Linked DNA regions of Mus musculus: all the other regions are linked to region 1. Evidence: chromatin contacts called from public HiChIP or PLAC-seq and Micro-C data. All regions are on one chromosome and are shown on one strand. The core of a region is the stretch at or near the end of the contact, and the rest is flanking DNA. Distances in the headings are between cores, read along the strand shown.

What was found. Hi-C and Micro-C count contacts between places; a contact is called where the count stands out from the background. HiChIP or PLAC-seq counts read pairs in DNA pulled down with a chosen protein or histone mark.
Region 2: a contact with region 1 is called in a Micro-C map of embryonic stem cells, with 2.8 times the contacts expected there. The contact joins the promoter of Tob1 here to the promoter of Ppp1r9b in region 1. A contact is called at or near these places in 1 of 39 promoter capture datasets (pre-B cells), 3 of 484 Hi-C or Micro-C datasets (CD4 T cells and embryonic stem cells) and 1 of 115 datasets of contacts at active chromatin or transcription factors (memory CD8 T cells).
Region 3: a contact with region 1 is called in an H3K27ac HiChIP or PLAC-seq map of bone marrow-derived dendritic cells, with 4 times the contacts expected there. The contact joins the promoter of Phb here to the promoter of Ppp1r9b in region 1. A contact is called at or near these places in 1 of 39 promoter capture datasets (pre-B cells) and 2 of 115 datasets of contacts at active chromatin or transcription factors (bone marrow-derived dendritic cells and bone marrow-derived macrophages).
Region 4: a contact with region 1 is called in an H3K27ac HiChIP or PLAC-seq map of bone marrow-derived dendritic cells, with 2.8 times the contacts expected there. The contact joins the promoter of Ngfr here to the promoter of Ppp1r9b in region 1. A contact is called at or near these places in 1 of 39 promoter capture datasets (pre-B cells), 2 of 484 Hi-C or Micro-C datasets (both in embryonic stem cells) and 3 of 115 datasets of contacts at active chromatin or transcription factors (bone marrow-derived dendritic cells, embryonic stem cells and pancreatic cancer cells).

The regions. Positions count from the first base shown.
Region 1 is chr11:94,989,808-94,992,686 of GRCm38.p6, reverse strand. Ppp1r9b (protein phosphatase 1, regulatory subunit 9B) reads right to left here and starts at 1,475. Exons shown (of 10, transcript NM_172261.3): 1 at 1-1,475. The coding sequence starts at 1,139.
Region 2 is chr11:94,210,077-94,212,955 of GRCm38.p6, reverse strand. Tob1 (transducer of ErbB-2.1) reads right to left here and starts at 1,502. Exons shown (of 2, transcript NM_009427.2): 1 at 1,225-1,502.
Region 3 is chr11:95,665,473-95,668,351 of GRCm38.p6, reverse strand. Phb (prohibitin) reads right to left here and starts at 1,395. Exons shown (of 7, transcript NM_008831.4): 1 at 1,310-1,395; 2 at 201-315. The coding sequence starts at 288.
Region 4 is chr11:95,586,329-95,589,207 of GRCm38.p6, reverse strand. Ngfr (nerve growth factor receptor (TNFR superfamily, member 16)) reads left to right here and starts at 1,510. Exons shown (of 6, transcript NM_033217.3): 1 at 1,510-1,724. The coding sequence starts at 1,650.

The sequences.
Region 1 (2,879 bases), core at 226-2,725:
TCCACCTCCTCAGGTGCCATGTCCGGGGCCCGGCCATTGTCCACCCCCCTCTCTAGCGTCGCCACTGACGCCGCCGCCTCCTCCTCGGGGACCGCTTCGGCCTTGGGTTCCTCGGGTGCAGGGCTGGCTGTGGTGGCCGGGGTGCTGCCATTCTCCAAGGCTGCATGGACCGTCACCTCGGCCTGGATCACTTCCCCGGGAGCCGACTCGGCCTCAGACTCCCCACTTTCTTCAACCTCCACCGGCTTGATCTTGCGCACCTCCCGCGGCTTAGGCGGAGGTCGGGCAGGGGCCACCCGGTGCTGTGGGGGCTGCTGCCCTCCGGGGCCACGCTCCTTCTCGGTCGCGCCATCCCCCGACGGGGCGGGAGGCGGCGGCGGTGGCTGGAACACCCGGGACCGCTTAGTGACCAGCTTCGAGTTGACCTGGGGCGCCCCGGCTGCCCGAGGGGGGCCGGGTGCACGGTGAAGGCCGGTCCTCGAGTCGGCTTTCTCGAAGACCGCACTGAGCTGGCTGACCGTCGGCGACACGGCGTCAGCATCCAGCTTGTCCAGCGCCTCGGTGCTGCCGTTAAAGCGCACCACGACGTCCAGCTTCCGGTCCTGCAGGCCGGCGCGCTCCTGCCTCAGCAGCCGCCGCGCCACGGCCTCCTTGTCGCCACCCGAGGCCGCGGGGACGCTCCGTTCGAACAGCTTCCGCGTCTCCTGCAGCCGGGACGGCGGGTGCGGCGGAGGAGCGGGCTGCGCCGAGGGCGCGGGCTTGGAGTCGAAGCGGCTCACGCGCTCCGACACACTGGTGCCCAGCTTGAGCAGGGCACTGTGGTCTACGTTCTCGTTCAGGCTGCTGGCCCGCGGCAGGGACAGGCGCACCCCGCGATCGGACGCCCGTGGGGCCTCGGCCATGCCTGCGCCTCCGCCTGCCTCACCCGGCGGCCCCGCGGTGGTGCCCATCTGCAGGAACATACTTTTGATGCGGTGGACGTTGGAGCCATATTTCTTATGGTGGGCCGCCTTGGGTGCCTCGTCGGGCCCGGGTGCATCGGGAGGCTTTAGTGCCTGGATGCCCGCTTCGTAGGCGCTGCGGTGCGGGGAGGCGCTCCGGAGGGGACCCCCGGGCCCCCGAGGCTCCGTCTTCATCATGGTTGGGGGAGCCGGGTTCGCATCCCCCTGCTCCCCGCTGCCCCCCTCCAGCAGGCGGCTGGCCAAGTCGGGACCACCGCCCCCTCCCCCCAAAGAAAGAAATCCCGAAAGGCCTTCTATAGAGTCCCCCAGAAACCAAGCTGCCAAAAAACAGTTAACCCTGCTTTAAAAAAAAAAAATCTCCGAGCGCCCTGTGTGGGTCGCCTCCCCCAACCAAGCTGCCAAAGACAGCCAGCCCCCTTCGAAAGCTCTAGCGGCCTGGTGCGGTCGCCCCCACCCAAATTGAAGAAGCGGAGGCTGGCTGGAGCTGCTGGGACCGCGCGCCCAGCCCGCGAAGCAGCGGCCACGGCACCGGCTCACATCCTCCGAGGCGGTGTCAGCGGCGCTGGCGGCGCAGGCGCCCCCTACTCCGGCCGGGGGCCTTGGCTCTCGGGGTGCCCGGCATCCCCGCGCCCGTGGCTGCTCCGCTGACCCGGGCCGCTCCGCCGCGCCTCCCTCCCTCCCTCCCTCCCCCCCGCGCCCCGAGCCTCGGTCTTTCTCTAGCTCTGCCCGAACCGCGGCTGCCGGAGACCGAGCGGCTGCCCTTCTCGCCGCCGCCGCTGGGGGACTGGTACCACTGGGTCCTAAAGGGATCGGATTTCCGGGGCCGGAGCCTGTGAGCCCTCCCCTTCCCTTCCACCCTGTCGCCTGGTCTCTCCTACTCATAGTTGGCGGACAGCCTTCCGCAGCTTCACCGACCTTGGCTATTCTTCTTCAGCCCTCCCATCCCAAACTCGGCTTTTCACAATCCACTTAGGCGTCCCCTCATTTAACCCTGGGGGCGGGGAGCCATCCAGCCACAGCAGGAACTGGCCTTCTCCTCCCACAAAGTGAAGGGGTTCTGTGGGGAGGGCCCTTAATCATTTCTCTAAAGGTCCTTAGAGTGTTCAGGGGTACCAGCAACAAAACTTTTGGGTGCTAGATCAAAGTACATAATTTCTAGCTCCTTCCCAAAGGTGAAGGGGAATCTCAGAGGCGGAACCTGGGATTCTTCATTTTAACAATTCCCCATAGGAATTTTTTTTTTTTCATCTTTCAGAATGTAAAACTTGGGCCCAGCAATCTTTGTGGTGCTCTGTCCGGAGGAGAAATGAAGAAAGGGACAGGGTTGGGGGTTACATCACCCATATGGCAGGAGATTACCAAAGATGCTTTTTTGCCTTGGGAAGTCTTAAAATGACGTTGTTCACCTACCCCTTTGGGGAGAGGTATAGAATCCTGGCCTTCATAACCTGCCAGAAAAGATCTCTGAAACAGGAAGGTTTGTAAGGTGTTGGGGGAGGTTGGAAGGAATGATTCTAGAGTCCCAGGGCTAAAGTTTCCCTATTGAGAGTTCTACGTTGGGTCTCAGACTTAGAGGATTCTGGTCACTTGTGTGCAAGCGTGTTTGTGTGTGTGTGTACCCTACAAATCCCACCTTGAAAACTCAGCTTCTTTAGAGCTCCTTCATTCCTCACATACACAACAAGGGGCCTTGTTATGCCCGTTATCCTTCCCCAATCTAGCAGTGAGGATCCGTCCAATATTCAGTCAGGTCTAGATGTGTAGCTCCTCCAGTCGTTGGTAGATTCCCAGGAACTGAACAGGGTGGACACTAGGACCCAGAAAACAACTCAGGCACAAAGCCTCCCCCCTCTCCCCAGCTGCTTCCTGCATCTCAGGCCTTCCTGCGGCCTCTGCCTCCTCCCCCGCCCTCTTCCC
Region 2 (2,879 bases), core at 253-2,752, 780 kb after region 1:
AAACCAAATTATCCTCTCTAGTTTTAACCATGCCAAGGGCTCTCACACTCTTGCTCTTCTGGGAGCCTTTTTCTTTTTTATTGTGTACTGCCCCCCCCCCCCACACACACACATTCTGAAATTCCTCTCAGCTGCAAGTATAAGAAAAACAAGCAGCTTAAAACTCCTATTGATTACTCTGCTTAAAGGGCAGAGTTTCTCAGTTTTATTCTTATTTTTAAAAGCCATCTCCTTCCCTCTTCGGATAAACGGGCAGTCCCTGGAGAGGCTGGAGCGAAAAGGTCGACCTTTAAACGTTTGCTGGATCAGCACTGGGTGGGGATAAGAAAAGATCAAGGGCAAAGAGAGGTATTTCCAAGGGAGAGCTATTTGTACAACGAGGTTGATCAAAAAGGGCATTTAAAATAATCAAACTGGTGTGGATCCGTCTGTTCCATTTTCCATATTCTTGGTGACAAAGGGCAAAGAATCTCTCGTGTAGCCCCCAAACTACACTTTCCAAGCCGAAACCCAAGAGCAGGCAGAGAAAGCAGATTCAGCTGGACTGCTTGAAGGTGCAGCCGAGCCCAGACAGGCTGGGTGGAAGGTGGTTTTTAAAGCAACGCCTTAACACAGGACTGTGAAGAATTACATAAACAGCCAGTTGGGTCTCATTAGATTTCTGCTCACAGCGCTGGGAGCCCGAGCGCTACAGCAGCAGCAACAGCCAGAGGAGGTGGAGGTGGAGGAGGAGGAGGAGGAGGAGGAGGAGGAGGAGGAGGAGGAGGAGGAGGAGGAAGAGGAGGAAGACTACTAGACTTGCTCCGGGAGGAGGAGCTCGGCCCGGGGAAAAGGAGAGCAGGCTCTTTAGCTGCCTCAGGGACGCGGCCCGGGCACCGGCAGGTCGCGGCGCGGGCCGCCCAGTCTTCCCCTCCCCCGCCGTAACCTGACCCTGCCGTCCCCCACTCTGCTCCCCGCTCGAGGCTCCTGGGACCTAGCCAGCATCCCGGAGCACCGGTCCGGGCCCGATCCCTGTATCCCGGCGCCCCCTCCCCCTGCCTGGGCGCCGCTGCCCCCACCCCGGGTGCTCCCTCCTCCCGGTTGCCCGTCGGCCGTCAAGCCTCCGGACCAGGTCCCCGGAGCCACTCCATTCCCTTGGGTCCCCGAGGCCGCCCCTCCACACCCGGGCTCGCAGGACGCTGCAGCCACTCCCTCGGCCCCTAGCCGCCGCCCCGCCGTACTTACAAGCTGCTCCGGAGCTGCGGCCGCCGCCGAGCCGCGGCTGGGCGGGGGAGAAGGGGCAGCGGGCGGGGGCGCGGGTGGGTCGGGAGCGGCGAGGCGACGGGGTGCAAGACGTCGCCACCGCCGGACACGCGACGGACGCCTCGGGCGGGTCCGGGAGCTCGCTGCTCTGGCTCAGGGGTGGCGGGGACGGCAAGCTTACACGAGCGCGCTCGCTTCTCTACACAGCCCGGCGGCCCGGCCCTGCGTCCCCGTACAGCGCCCTCTGCGCGCCGGGCCAGAGCTTCGCTCCTTCTGCCGCGGCGCGCGCCCCGCCTCTCGTTTTATAGCCTCCTCCCCGCCCCCAGCCTCCGCGGGGGTGCGCGCCGCTCGCGTCACAGTCCCGCCCTCCCCACCCGGCACCCCCCGGCCGCGCCGACTCCGCCCCTGCCCTGCCCCCCGACGCCATTGGCCAAGTCCCGCCTGCCCACGTCCAGACGGCCGCTGATAGATGGTCACGCCTCCTGAACGCCGCTGTGACCAATGAGCTGAGAGTCCCGAGAGGTTGGGGGAGGGGTTAAGGGAGGCCTTGGAAGGGGATTGGACAAGGGTAGGGATGGGATGGTAGGGATGGGGTGGCAGGGCCCGGGGGCCTGGGGGTGGGGGGTGGGGGGTGGGGGGGGAGGAGGGGGAGCAGGTGGCGACGCGGCGGGGACCGGCCGGGAGGGGCAGCCGAGGCTGGGGGAGGGAGGGCAGAGTACACGGAAAAGGCTGCTTCCGAGCGAGTGCGACTGTGGCCGAGGAAAACCCCACTCCTGGGCGAGCTAGCCTGTGGGTCTCAGCCCATCCCGGGGTAACCGGGACTCGTGCTCCCGATTCATTGAGTATTAATCCCCGCAGGGCCTAGGCCAACTGCCACCCCGAGAGTGACAACTGCAGAACCTGGGGGTGGGGAAGGGAGGCCACGTCGCTGCACCTCCCGCACAGGTGACAGTTTAACTGCCTCTGCAGCTCCCCCTGGCCAAATCTCCCCGGGTCACCTGGCAGCAGCTCGGACATGAGGGTTGCTTGAGACCGTAAGAAAAAAAAATTGTCTTATATCAAACGTCGCAGAGAGCGACACGCTGCCAAACTGCCTGTGTGACTCTGTGTGCGTGCCCACGCGTGCATTTTGAGAACTTTCACCCAGGCCCACAAAATAAACACGAGGCCTCGCTGAGGAACCTGCGAGAGTTTATGAACTGTGCACAGGTGTCCAGGGAATAGGGACGCCAGGGACTCTAGGGGCGCGGATAGGCGCCGTTTCCACAACCTGCAGCCCAGAAATCCGAGTTATCGTCCGGAGTGGAACGGGGCGTTCCTCTTGGCTAAAAATAATTACTCACAGGTAGCAACGATGCCTGATTGGTCGCACTGGACCTTAGCGGCCAGACGATTGGCTGTCTGGTCTCCAGGAGACCGACGTCAAACTCGGACTGGGTAAAGGCGAGAGAAAGTCGAGGGGGAGCCTCGGAGAGAAGGGGGGGGGGGGTTGGGGGGGGGGAGAAAGCGCAGCAGTGAATGAAACGCCCAGGGCCCTGCCTTCCCCTTCCCTGTCCTGGGCATTCGGGCCATGCTTCCTGGAAAAAAACCGGTCCCCGTGCTGCCTTGCCCTTAAACACTGCAGGGCGGGCATTTCT
Region 3 (2,879 bases), core at 146-2,645, 680 kb before region 1:
CTGATTTCAATTCCCAGCAACCACATGGTGGCTCACAACCATCTGTAATGGGATTCAATGCCCTCTGCTGGTGGGTCTGAAGACAGCGACAGTGTACTCATATAAATAAAATAAATAAATCTTTTTTTTTTTTTAAAAGGAATGACACATGGGCTATGCAGATCAACAGAAACTATGCAGAAAGCTCTTCCGCGCCTCACCATTATACAAAGCAGAGTTCACCACGCCTCCTGCAACTGCCAACGCCAGGCCGAACTTTCCAATGGACTCAAACACTTTGGCAGCCATGACTCCTTCTGTTGCTTCCACTCACACCTAAACACGGGGTAAACATAAAACACTTTGACACCAGATTCTCAGAGAAAGCCCGCTCTGAGGCACAGAGTTCATGTCTCAACATACATTTTCATATGTCTACACCTGTGGGCCCAAACTCACTCACTGAACGCCCCATAACACTGACCACCTTGCAAACTGTAGATCATGTCTGCGTTTGTGGACGTGTTTCTTTACAACCATTCAGAGAAAGAGTCTGCGACACTTGGCTCAGCGTAGGAACGGTGCTTTGTACCCACGAGGAACTTAGTACACAGAAAAACCACACTCCCTTTTCCTAGACCAATAGGCCACAAGCGAGACCGGTGCTACACGGCTGAAGCCAACAACAAAAAGGGCAATTTCTGTTAACATTTAAGTTACACGGTCTCCGACAGCCTTGTTTAACCTTCAGTTACTTTATGAAGGTTATGACTGCTGAAGTGCATAGAGAGGTTATACTCTTAAGTAGTAGAACCAGGGTTAGAATGAGAAGACCGAATTCTAGAAGACATTGTAGAACTCCTCCCCATACCAGTTAATAGGAAAGCAGGGGCTGGCAGGGGTGCAGCGAGGCAGAGCGGTGAAGGACTGGAGGTGGGGCTGCGGCGGGACGGGTGGGGGCACGTAGCTGACAAACTAGAAACCAGTTAGCCTTGAACTTTTTAATGTCCCGCCCCTGCGTCACCCTTGGTACAATCCTCAAACTCGCCCTCCCCTTTCTCAGACTTCAACTGCTTGTGTATCGGGATTTCTCCATGCACATTTATCCTCTGTCTCTGACATCCAGCTCTTTTTACTCCACCAGCTTCTGGATTTTTCCTCATCCTGTCCCCTCCCCTTGCACATTCCTAACTCCTTCTGGACCGAGATTTCCCCCTTCTCCACTAGGCGTACCCACACATGCATCCCATGCCCTCATTGTACATAGGAAAGCAGAGGCAGGCTACAGGGACATAGGACCAGAGGCCTCTACCGCTCCTACCACGCTTACCTGCTTTCACTCTGACCTCCACATGAATTCCCCAGCTCCGGATACTGCGCGTGCGCCAGGCAGCTCCTCCCCCCCCCCCGACCCCCGCCTCTTCAAGATCCGACCCTTCAATTGGTGAAGCCGAGCGACGTGCATTCTGGGAAACGTGTTTTGCAGTCTTCCGCGGGCTCTGTGGCTTTAATGAGGTCAACTACAACTCCCAAAAGATCATGCAGCAACGGGCTCTTTCAGGAAACCCGTTTCTGACTGGTGAGAACGGATGGGATGTTGCCGCAAAGCCTTTCGGGAGTTGTAGTTCCTTGGTAATATATGCACGTGCCTATTCCTCAAGGAGGTGGTTCCAGAAGCCGGAAGCAGACTGGATCGGAAAGGAGTTGGGCTTCCACTTGGTAGAGGAAATCACAAGGTGGTGAAGGAATGGGTGGGCATTTTGGATAAAGGTGAGGTAAAATAATTCATGCACTGAGAGACTGCTAGGGAAGTTAAGGACAGCCCTCAGGGACGTAAGATGTTGATCTTCCAAGCCACTCCATAACCTTAAAAACGGCTTAGAAAGAAGAGGAAGGGAGTCGGTCATTCAGGTCTTGCAATACTTCAGTAAAGGCTCTTGATTTAGGGTCTAAATCTCTGGGCATCTTTTTTTCCAAGTTATATTCGAGGAATTGCAAAAAAGGGACGGAGATCATGTGTATGGCTTCTCAAGTTCACCTGTTGTCAACAATTTGCGTATTTGTTGTTGTTTTTGTTCCATCTCCTCGCCTCCCTCCACTTTTCTCTTTCTCCTACTATTCTCTAAGATCAAGGATATCTATCCTCTTACTTTTTGTTTTGTTTTGTTTTTTGTTTTTGTTTGTTTGTTTGTTTTCGAGACAGGGTTTCTCTGTGTAGCCCTAGCTGTCCTGGAACTCACTCTATAGACCAGGCTGGCCTCGAATTCAGAAATCCGCCTGCCTCTGGCTCCCAAGTGCTGGGATTAAAGCGTCCGCCACCACGCCCGGCTACTATCCTTTTACTTAAGTAAATATTATCCATGTCTGCATTCCAATTTTGCCAATTAAGCAAATAGTGACTTTTATAGCATTCCTCTCCATGACACAAATCTAAAATGAAGTAGTTTATTTTTTTGGGCTTGTTGCTCCCGAAATACAAACTCTCCTGAGAATATCTGTAAAGAACATGAAAACCCCTGGCACTGTGGCGCAATGGATAGTGCATTGGACTTCTAAGAAAGACCTGCTCCTTATTCTTAGCTTAACTTTTATTTAAAAGATAAAATGCAATTTTAAATTTGCAATCGGTATTTATTTCTTATTAAAATATAAGAAGCCAGATATACATTTAAAAGAAAGGAAGAAAGAAAACGAACGAACGAACATGAAAGCAAGCTAGGTGCAGTGGTGCACGACTTCAATCCCAGCACCCAGGAGGCAGAAGCAGGTGGCATCTGAGAGAGAGAGAGAGAGGGAGAGAGGGAGAGAGAGAGAGAATGTGAAGACACAAGGAAGACTATTGGGGTGGAAGAGAGACTGGAAGGGCCTGGGGAGGGTAAATAAGGTGGTGAATATAAGTG
Region 4 (2,879 bases), core at 261-2,760, 600 kb before region 1:
GCAATTAAGTTTAAGTGACCTAGGAAATCACCTACTCATGAGCAGGCCTGCTTTATAAATGCTCTTGGTCTGTCCCTTGTTTCTATTATTTTGGGACTGTATTTTTTTGAAGAGGAACTGGAGTCCAGACATAGCTAACATCTGGTGCTGGGATAGACTGTCCCCACACAGTTCTGTACCAGGGCCTTCGATGTCTGGGAACCAGAGAAGGGCGGGGCGGTGTTTCTTCTGAAAGACTGACTGCACATTCCTTGGCATACAGGTGGTTTGATGTGCCACGCTTCTAGAGCATGGCCAGTGTGATCCTCAGAAGGCCTACACAGCTCACGGATGAGTCTGTGGATGTTGAATCCATTCAACAGCTCTCCCCTTGAATCCCCTCCATGACTGAACACTTGGGTGGTCAGAGAAGACACTACTGTCCCTGCCCGTAGGAAACTCACAAACTCATGTAATCATGTTTGTGTGTTGTCTGTATACTCTGTGTGTGTGTGTGTGTGTGTGTGTGTGTGTGTGTGTGTGTGTGTGTGCATTTGAGGGCAAAATACAGATGTGGGCTTGTGTGACTACCACTGTGCAGTGCACACATGTGAGTGTGTAGGAGTGTATATGTGAATGTCAGCCTGTGTGCATTGATGTATGTCTGGTCTGTGTTAGGAGCCCTTGTAGGATGAGCAGGTCTATATGAATGCCTGAGGGACGGTATAGGCAGATGTCAGTACGTCAACACACACACGTACAGGTGCACTTGAGAGTGTGTTTGTGTATTCCTGGGGTTTATGTGCACACCTGTGACTCATTCAAGCTCATGAAAGGCTGGAGATAGAGTTCTGTGATACAATGCTTGCTTAGCATGTGTGTGTGTGTGGTCCTAGGTTCTATCATGTGTGTGTGTGTGTGTGTGTGTGTGTGTGTGTGGTCCTAGGTTCTATCATGTGTGTGTGTGTGTATGTGTGTGTGTGTGTAGGAGAGGGGGAGACAGGGACAGAGAGACAGAGACAGAGACAGAGAAACAGTGTCAGACAGATATCCCAAATTATGATATTGGGATAGATTTCACCTTGAAGGCCCCAAGGAACATATCCCTCCACAAGTTGGAACAGAGAGAGAATGGAATAAGGTGTGTATCCAACCATAAAAGGAGGGCAGCCTCATTTTCGGAATAAGGGCTAGGTAGGCAATTAGGCTAAAGATGTTTAAGAGAGTTAACCCCGAGGCAGGCTTCATCAGTAGGAGAGCAATGGCCCCCGTTGGATCCGAAGCATCTTATGCTCAGCATAACCGGAGGTGCCCTGGGTACGTGGGGCAGCCCACTGAGAAGCCACAGCGGGGCACACGGGTGCGGCTCCTCTCACGCCTCACTTGACTGCTCTGGACTCCCCACCCTAGGCAGCCGGGCGGGCGCGGTTCCGGAGGGGTTGGGGGGGGGGGGGAGTTGGGCGGGCTGGGCGGGGAGGAGGCGGGGCTGCTGCATTGCCTTCACCCAGCTGCTCCCGCCCGCTAGCAGCCAGAGCGAGTGGAGCCTCCGCCAGCTCCGGCGGGCAGCGGGCGCTGGAGCGCAGCGCAGCGCAGCTCAGCTCAGCGCGCAGCACCATCGGTCCGCAGAGCGGACTGAGCTAGAAGCTGAGCGCTGTCGCCGGAGGCGAGCAATGAGGAGGGCAGGTGCTGCCTGCAGCGCCATGGACCGGCTGCGCCTGCTGCTGCTGCTGCTGCTGCTTCTAGGGGTAAGTGATTAGTAGGAGGGACCTCCGTTAACCTTTTCAAAGAGCTGAACCCCAAGGGGATGTGGGTGCCACCACCCAGGGAACAGAATAAGACGTTAAGGTCCCAGATGCTGGCAACGGGTGGCGGAGGAGCTGCGGGATCATGACCCACAGGGGCGCTCCTAGCTTCTAGGACTTTCAGAGCGCAGAGGCGACCCAGTCCCAGGATAGAGATGCAGACAGGACTGTTGCAACGACACCCGTTCTTGGTTCTGCTTGCTGCTGCTGGTTCTTGAGCACTACGACGGGTGCGGTGTAGGAGACTGGGAGCAGTCTCGAGTGGGGTGGAGGGAGGTTTGGGAATCTCGGGCGCCTGGGTTCTTTTGACGACAGCGTGTGAATTTTGGGATCCCGAGGGGAGTTTTCTCTTTAGCATCTTAGTCCCTGGGGAGTTGTAGGGCAGAGAGAAGGAAGGGAAAGAGATCGGCACTAAAGATGTGAGGGGCTAGAGACGGAACAATGCGGGAGGCAGCTGGAGGGACTGGAGGCAGAGGGGACCCAGTATGGACAATGGGGACCGGCCAGACAATGGGGGGGAGGGGCATCGAAAGGAGCGATTCGGGAGTGGCAGAGAGGTTGAAGAGAGAGAAGTGGGCTTTATGGAGGGCAGAAAAGAGACAACCACAAAAGAGATAGAGAAATGGAAAGAAGGTGCATACCCTAAAGTGCTCGGGGCCCCGCCTGTCTGTCTACTCAAGGACGATGCGATGAGGACAGCCCAGTCACAGACGTTTCCCGCGTGGGTTCTAGCGCTCTTTCTAGCGGCCTCGCCCAGTCCGGGAATTGCGTCTGGGCATCCCAGGCAGGGAAGAGAGCGCTCACTTCACTATGGCAAATCCGCTTCTAGGGTAGTTCCTTGACAAACCTTTCACGTGGTTTGAAGCAACTCAGTGGACCCGGAGAGACAGAGCCGGGGCATCCCCCTACCCTATTAAACGCCGGCCAGCTCTCGAGATGCGGAGCGCTGGGACTCTCAAGGCTGTGATGGTTCCGGCAGCGCACAGCTAGGGGATGCAAAACCCCAGGCGACCCGCAGGGGGCACTGCGGGCGAGGGATTGCTGTTGGGAGCTGCGTGCGCGCCTTGGGCTGCGCACTGAGTCCCTTCTAAGTTAAGC